2 separate regions of the Mus musculus genome follow, and region 2 is linked to region 1. A link is a contact called in public HiChIP or PLAC-seq data. All regions are on one chromosome and are shown on one strand. Each heading gives the region's core, a stretch centred on a gene start, on an enhancer-like site or on the middle of the called end of the contact. The rest is flanking DNA. Distances are from core to core; before and after follow the strand shown.

Region 1 (3,924 bases), core at 557-3,056:
AAGACATATGTAAATATGTTAAGACATTATTTTCCTTTTGCCAATATTTCCAAAATTATTGTGCAGTTATCAATATAATTTTTCTAATAATTTAATCTGTTCTATATGGATTGTATAATGATGTCTATTCTAAATACTATAAACTTGCTTATACTATTCCTATAGATATTTACCAACTTTATTAATTCTCTCAAAGAATCACCCTCGGGCCGTCTGGCAGCGGCCTTTTCTCTGTCCATTCCTGTTCTGAGTGCTGTTTTGATGGCCTTTGGATACACTGCTTTCCTCAGAGCTTAGAGTTTAAAATCATGAATTTTTGCTGGACAGTGGTGGCTGATGCCTTTAATACCAGCACTTGGGAAGCAGAGGTAGGAGATTTCTATAAATTCAAGGCCAATCTGGTCTACAGAGGGAATTCCAGGATGGGCAGGGCTACACAGAGAAACCCTCCTTCAAAAAAAATTTTTTTTCAATTATTCTCTTAAGATTTCCTTTTCAATCAATCCCCAGACTTTAAACTGAAGATTTATTTATATTATTTTTATTTATATGTCTCTCTGTGTGTCTGCAGGAGTTTATGTACACCACACACATGCAGGTGCCTGAGGAGGCCAGAAGAGGGCATCAGATCCCTTGGAATAGGAGCAGCAGATGGTTGTGAGCCACCATGCGTGTCCTCTAAGCAGCAAGCAGCAAGTGCTCACAACCGCCGAGCCAGCTCTCCAAGCCCTGACTCTTTCAACTAAAAGAGTAATTAGCTTTGGAACTGGCACAGTGATCCTACTTCTGTGAACTCTTCCTAAGAAGCCTAAATCAAATGCAAATACATCATTCATCACGAGAAACAGAACGCTGAGCCCTCTGCCAACAGAGGGCAGTTGGATGCCCACTAAACAGACATGGGCAGTGTAAGACGTCCTGGTGCTTAGGGAGTTCCAGGTACTGATAGCACTACAGCATTCTGTAGATGAAGGAGCAAGCTGGCCTGCAAGTACCAGTGACTCTCTTTGTTTAAAGCTACTGTTTTGCAGCTCACCAGGAAGCAACTGGGTCACAGCCCAGGCCATCTCTCTTTCAACTGGCTTCATTGCTCATTCACCAAACAGTGACCAAGACAGAGTCCCTAAGGCCAGTGGCCAGGTGGCAGACAAAATGAGAAGACTGGACAGTGGGGATGGATGACCGTGAACCTCCTTGGAAGAAGACATCAAAATCACAAGACAGCAGAGCCCTGTATGTTGCCCTGGCACATGGTTTTGAGCTCCAGCCCCACCCGCCCAAGTTTTTGGGAATCTTTCTATTTATTTATTGATTGATTGATTGATTGCCCTCTCAAGATTATCCACACTCTGAAAATCTCGCTGACAAACATGAACAATCAGGCTGACTTAGTGCTGACTCCACAGACTGTGGGGAGCAGCTGAACAGCAGGGGGACCCTCTGGGGAAGCTCCACAGGTGGTGCTGGGTCCCCAGCAGGGCTCACACAGTTGGTTGGTCGGTCAGGGAGGAGGTGAGCGTGAGCGGCCGGAGTGTGCAGAAAGCACAGCCAGAAGGGCCCTGCAAGGGTGTGAAGACTTCTCCAGAACACTGCCTGCAGGGGCCCTGAACCAGCAGCAAGGCCCCCACCACCCCCATCTCTCGATTTCTGAGAAGCCCAGCCTTTATACCGACTTCCACTTGCCATTCCAGCCTGGAACCGGATCTCTGTTAATTAATAAAGCTGTCAGCGGACAGTCCTCCCTGGTCATTAGGAACCTTTCAGAACACAATCCTGCCGTCATCACCCACCCGACCCCTCCGATTATGGTGCAATTAACTTAATGCTATGCAAATGAGAGGCTCTTTTCATCATTAGCTTATAGCTAATCGCATAATTGGGCATTCAATGGGGTAATTAGACACGATCTCCTCCATTAGTCTTACAAGGCTAATTATTGTTGAGGGAGGGAGGGCGGCCCTCCCAGAGCTTCTTGCCCTGTGCCACATCTGGTACAAAGCTAAAACAACCAACGGAGACTCCACCAGGTAAAATGCAATCCAACCTGCCATGGCTGCCATAAGGCTGGTGGGAAGCAAACATGGGCGGGAAGGCTGGTGGGCAGCTCTGCCCCTCACCTGGAGACTATGGCATTTAACAGTAAAAGGAAGAACAGTTGAGACCACTGCCAAGCCCCAGCTAGGACCGGAGGCCTAGCCCGAAGCCAACAGTAGTAGTAGCTCCAGGGGACCGGCTTCAGCTCTCTGAGCTTCCATCTCTTCTTCAGGGCCATGAGGAGGGTGAACCCAGGGCACTTCTGGGTGTGGCTTTCCTTATTTGAGCCATGCAAAGAGAAAAGACAGCCTAGTATCTTGGGCTTACAGTGACAAGGGAGAGATGGGTTGGGAGGTTGGGAGGTGTCTCCCCTGTCCCCAACCCCTGTCTGTAACCTAGGAACAGGCATAAGCAACAGCTTTCCAGACTGATTTATAACGATCAGGTAATGGTCTCTGACACCGTGTGGGGGCCCTGGTGAACACGCTGGGGAATGTACAGAGGCTCTGTGGGGTTAGGCCAAGAGCAATGACAGAATCCAAGTCACCTCACAAATACTGAAGGACCAAGGCCACTAAGCCCCGTGATCTAGAAACAGACACCAAATGAGACAGGATCAAGTGGGGTGAGCAATATTAGATCTCCTCTCCAAGCCGGCCAGAGCTGAGCTGGGGGAAGCTCGCCACATCTCATCTACACAGTGCGAGCTAGCTCAGGGTGCAGAGCAAAAGCCTCACAAGAAGCAGTCAATAAGAACCCCAAAGCAACTCTGAGGGATGTACCAAGGGCTCCTCAGAGAGAGGAGGGATACGCTTGGAAACACTGTGAGGAGAGTTGGCTGGGGCAGGTCTCCATCTATCTAGAACATTCTAGATAGACCAAAATTCCCTCAAGGCTCTCAGCCTTCTACTGCTGCATATGAACAACCAGGGCCACTGTCCACTCATGTCATATTTGGAACCACCAAAGAAATAAGCAAGGCGGGAGCTCCTTCTAGAACCCAGGGACACTACCACACTGAACATGTGGGAACTGGAGGTCCACCAGCTCCCCCACCCAGCTCCTGCCTTACCCAGACCCATCCTGGGTGTTCTGCACATGCTGACCTGAGCTCCCTGGGTGTTCAGTATGTGCTGACCTGTGTCCCCGAGGTTGATATGAGCAAGCTCCTGCTCCTGGAGCTTCAGAGGACAACTGTGTTAGAGACAGGGCTTTGGAGGGGTGACTAAGTTACTCTCGGCAACCAGAGGCTGAGCCAACAAGCTCTACGTGTTCCTGTAAGAGATTCCCAGACATTCCAAGACATCTGGGCCCTGTATGCACAGGGATGATCATGTGAGGACGTGGCTAGAAGGGAGTCTAAAGCCCAGGAGAGAGGCCTTGGGAGGAGCCATGTCTGCTAGATAGACCAAGCTGAGCAGGAACTTGAAACAATCCTATTGCCTCTGACCCCGTACTGTTGAGGTTACAGGCATGAGATATCACAGTCACACACCTGTCTCACCGCAGCAAGCCTCTGTCCCATGTCACAAAGGCCTTCCCTGGCCACCTTCCAGCCAACAGGTTCCCTTTCTCTCCCTTCTCTTGTCCTCTCTCCCTTATTCTTCATAGAATCTGGTATGTCACATGCATGTGGACTGTGACATACCTTCCTCACTCCAGCCCGAAGGGAAGACACATGATGGCAAAGCGTACCAGGTTTCCTTTCCCTTTGTGTCCTGGGAACTCAAGTGGGATTTGCAGAGCAAGCATGCCATGGGCATGACCACTGACCTGTCACACCAAGAACAATGTGTGTAGTTCTGCACTCACGTGGAGCCTGGAGAGACCAGAGTTTCAAGTGTTTCTGTAGGAGGCAGTGTTTGAGCTAGGCCTTTAGGAACGGCAGGA
Region 2 (3,924 bases), core at 801-3,300, 230 kb before region 1:
TGCTCACCGGTAACGCCAGCAGTTGGCAGATGAAGGCGAGAGGATCAGACGTTCAGCCCCATTCTCAGCTTATCCTCAGTGAGGCCAGGGCTAGCCTGGTCTACCTGAAACCCTGGATCAAAACAAAAAGGAGGAGGAGAAGAGGAGGAGGGAAAGAGGGAGAGGAGGAGGGATGGTGGACCGGGTAGGCTAGAGAGGGAAGGAGAAACTGTGGTCAAGCTCGGATCAGTGTCACAGCCATCCACTGTCACACGCATTCAGCTAGTTCTAGCCCCGTATATGAAAAAGCCCAAACACGTGCACTTTTACTTGGGAACAAAGAAAAACATTTGATTGGAGATGGGGTCAGGGTGAGGGGCTAGCTTAACCAGCTTTGGCCTGCTTCACATATTTTGTGGGTTAGTCTAGTAGACCTTTGTTGGCAACCCTCTGCACGTTCCCAATAAAACCCTGACCCTAGCCCAGTTCCTGGGTGATGACCTATAACCTCTCATCCTACCTAGTTCAAAGGTCTGCATTCATACCAGTTTGTCCAGGGTAGGAACGCAATTTGTAGTGGGGGCTGTGGACCACACAGTGTCAGCTAACCTTTGGAAGGACCAAAATCAAAGTTTAAAGTTCAACCTCCGAGGAGGCCAGCCATATCTGTGATGTCTGTGTACCAGTCGTATTTATTCGTTTGTCTGTATTGAGACACGATTTCTCTGTGTAGCCCTGGCTGTCTGGAACTCACTCTGTGGATTAGACCTGCCTCAGACTCAGAGATCTGCCTGCCTCTGCCTCTGGAATGCTGGCTGGGATTAAGAACGTGTGCCACCACCAGTTTTTAATACAAATTTTGGATTCTGGGGCTGGGGAGATGGCTCAGTGGTTAAGAGCTCCCATTGTTCTTCCAGAGGATCTAAGTTCAGTTCCTAGCACACAACTGCCTATAACTCCAGCTCCAGGAGACCTTGTACCTTCTGGCTTCCATAGGCACCTATCCACACACAGGTGGCACACACACGCACGCACGCGTACACACACACACACACACACACACACACACAAACACACACTTAAAAGCCCTGGATTCTGAGGGTAAGAAGGTGTCTCCGTCAGTAGGCTGTCTGCTGCATAAACACAAGGCCATGAATCCATCCCCGTGCCCCTGAGCCTGGCTCGATACTCTGCACCCGCAATCCCAGTACTGGCAGAGGCCTGAATACCCCAGGGTTCAATGGCCAGACAGCCTAGCTGAATCATGAGCTCCAGATTCACTGAAAGACCCTGTCTGACAAACTAAGGCATAGAGTTATAGAGGAAAATACTTGATGTCAACTTCCGGCCTCCATATGTATGTACAAATATGTCCACAAACATGGATGTTGATCCTGGACTCCAAGGCTCAGGTCATCTTCTCTGGTGGGCAACACTGCATGTTGTCACTCACTGCCACCGAAGAAGATGAAGCTCCCTGATGGCCTTGTCAAGCTGTCCAGTTTAAAATGATACAAAAAGTGGGGAGCAAAACGTTCCCCCAAGGGTGGACTGAAGTGTAGTGGAGAGACTTACAGCCCCATAAAGCCGCCAGGCCAGACCAAGTCTCACTGGCTCTTTAAAACCCCAAGAAGGGCTTCATTTGCATTTAGATCTCCTTGCTCCCTCTTTTCATCTAAAGACAAATCCTCACAAAAGGCTGCTTAATTAGACCAAATTAGATTTCCACTCAGCCGCTTGTCATTCATTACAAAACGCTGTTCTTTTTCTATTTTGGTAATTACGGGCTGGTCTCCGCCCGTTTGTAGCCCTCACTCCAGCCGGTGCCTGACTAGCATCCCTGATCTGGTGCAGGGAAGAGGAAAATTACTCGCTAGCACCCACCTGTCTGTTTATAAGTTGGATCAAGACCGCCACTGCCACCCCACCAGTGCCTCTTACAAAGTCTGGGTGGGCGGCTCTTCATTCTCGAGTCTTTACTGATTAATTGTAGAGCAATACAGAGCCTGATCATGTTCAGGATGGAAAGCCACCGACAAGCAGATTTCACGAACAGTGTATAACCTGAGCTGTTTACCTGCGTTGCCTCACTTTGCACCGCCACCCGCTAGGTCATCAGCAGGGCAGTCACTCGCCCTCAGCCCTGCAGTTTCTTCACCCTGAGCATATTTGGGGAACTTGAATCTTTTCTTGCATGGTTTGTCTTTTCTTTCTGACCATAATAGGCTGCTATCACCGGGTGTTAGCTGGTGTCACAGACATGGGTATGTGGATCTGTTGAGGGCCCAGACAGCTGGGGCAGTGCTAAGGTCTATGGCAGTGTTCAATACTTACCAACTAAGAGGTGGGCAAGTTGACACAGTGCCCAGACCTGGCCACTTACAAACTCTCCCATAGTGCAGCTCAGGGTTCCTGGATGACTGAAGCAGGTGACGTGGTTCATGTGGTCCAGACTCAAACGACAGGGCTCTAGATCATGGGGGTCCAGGAAGAGGGTGACAGAGTCCACAAGGCCCTCAGGGTCAGTTGGAAGGTTTACATTTTACAGATGGAAGTCTGAGGCCAGAAGAGGACAGGGGCCATGCAAATGCCTTCCTGAGCTGCCCTTCCTATTAGCCTGCCCCACACACTCATACTAACAAGCACACACACACACACACACACACACACACACACACACACACACACACTCACACGGGGTGGGGGGAATGGTGGGAGAGAGAGATAGAGAGATGTCTCACCACGGCTCATTTTCTACCCAGAAGCCTTTACTGTCCCTCCGGAGATGAGACCAGAGGATCAGGAGTTTCAGTCTATCGTCAGCTGTATAGAGTTGGTGGCTACCCTGTGTTACATGCAAGCATGTGAAGGCAGGGGTTTGGATCAAGCCTAACTCCCCAGTGACATGAAGAACACACTTTACTTTAGAAGATCTGGACGGGGAGAGAGTGAGCTTTGTCATTTAGCTTCCAAAATCTTAGCCAATACACCGAGCATGTCCCTCAGTCCTGCCAGCAGTCCAAGAAGACTGTTGAATACCAAGCTCTGGTATCCTTTGGTGGGAGACTTTGGCATGCCATGCACTCTTGCAGCTGAGCCTGAGCTTCAGAAACCACCACCCAAGTCACATGGGGTTACTGGGATATAATGTCATGGGTGGGAATGTTCAAGCAGGGTGCAGAGTCCAGGGGCACTCCCTGGTGGTGGGATCTACAGTTGTTATTTATTTATTTATTTTTTACATTTTATTTTATATTTCATGTATCTGAGTGTTTGCCTGCATGTATATTTGTGCGCCATATGCACACAGTGTTCGAAGTCAGGCCCCTCAAGCTGGAGTTAAGGGTGATTGTGAACAACCATGTGGGTGCTGGGAACTGAGCCTGCGAGAGCAAAACGCCCTTTAAAGGTTGAGCCATCCTCTCCCCGGGTGAGAGCGTCTGCTCGGGTGTTTGGGAGCTCTAGGGGCGAAGAAGGAAGGCAGACTTTATTGGCTTTGTTTGAAGAATGGTTCAGGCTTTCCAAAAAAAAACCCAAAAAACAAAACCCTCAGGAAAGGCATTGTTGGAAGGGAGCCTGAGAGGGTGTGGGAAGGCTGCATCCAGGAGTCAAGAGTGTGGCTCCTGCAGCTCCTGGGCTCCTGGCTGCATCTCAAGAAGCACCATTGTCTTTTGGTCCCACGTGGTTTATTCTTCTCTGAGACTCAGTAGCTGAAAAGCCTTCAGGCACCAAACTCAAAATTTTTTTACATTCAATTATTTTAAAAGCTGCTCAAGCAAGCAGAATTTTAGCCATTCAGAACCTATGCGAGTCTATTGTAAGGAACTAGCATGGTAGGTGCAGCCCTGTGTGGGATGAAGCCCCAGGTTTGTCTCTGCTTTTTTTTCTTCTTCTAATTTTGTTTGGGGTCTCAGATGTCCCAGGCTGGCCTCCGAGCCATTATGT

The links. HiChIP or PLAC-seq counts read pairs in DNA pulled down with a chosen protein or histone mark.
Region 2: a contact with region 1 is called in an H3K4me3 HiChIP or PLAC-seq map of embryonic basal ganglia, with 2.6 times the contacts expected there. The contact joins two enhancer-like sites. A contact is called at or near these places in 1 of 484 Hi-C or Micro-C datasets (bone marrow-derived macrophages) and 5 of 115 datasets of contacts at active chromatin or transcription factors (CD4 single positive thymocytes, embryonic basal ganglia, embryonic stem cells and 1 more).

Annotation. Positions count from the first base shown.
Region 1 is chr2:28,778,228-28,782,151 of GRCm38.p6, reverse strand. All of the region lies in intron 11 of Ak8 (adenylate kinase 8), which reads right to left. Among named protein-coding and RNA genes, the nearest start is that of Mir3088, 47 kb to the right of the region's middle. Within about 2 kb of position 1,806, at least 7 of the 459 cell types and tissues checked have an H3K27ac peak or open chromatin away from gene starts, as enhancers often do. A contact at or near this core is called in embryonic basal ganglia, where this site is marked.
Region 2 is chr2:29,004,512-29,008,435 of GRCm38.p6, reverse strand. All of the region lies in intron 1 of Cfap77 (cilia and flagella associated protein 77), which reads left to right. Among named protein-coding and RNA genes, the nearest start is that of Cfap77, 49 kb to the left of the region's middle. Within about 2 kb of position 2,050, at least 5 of the 459 cell types and tissues checked have an H3K27ac peak or open chromatin away from gene starts, as enhancers often do. A contact at or near this core is called in embryonic basal ganglia, where this site is marked.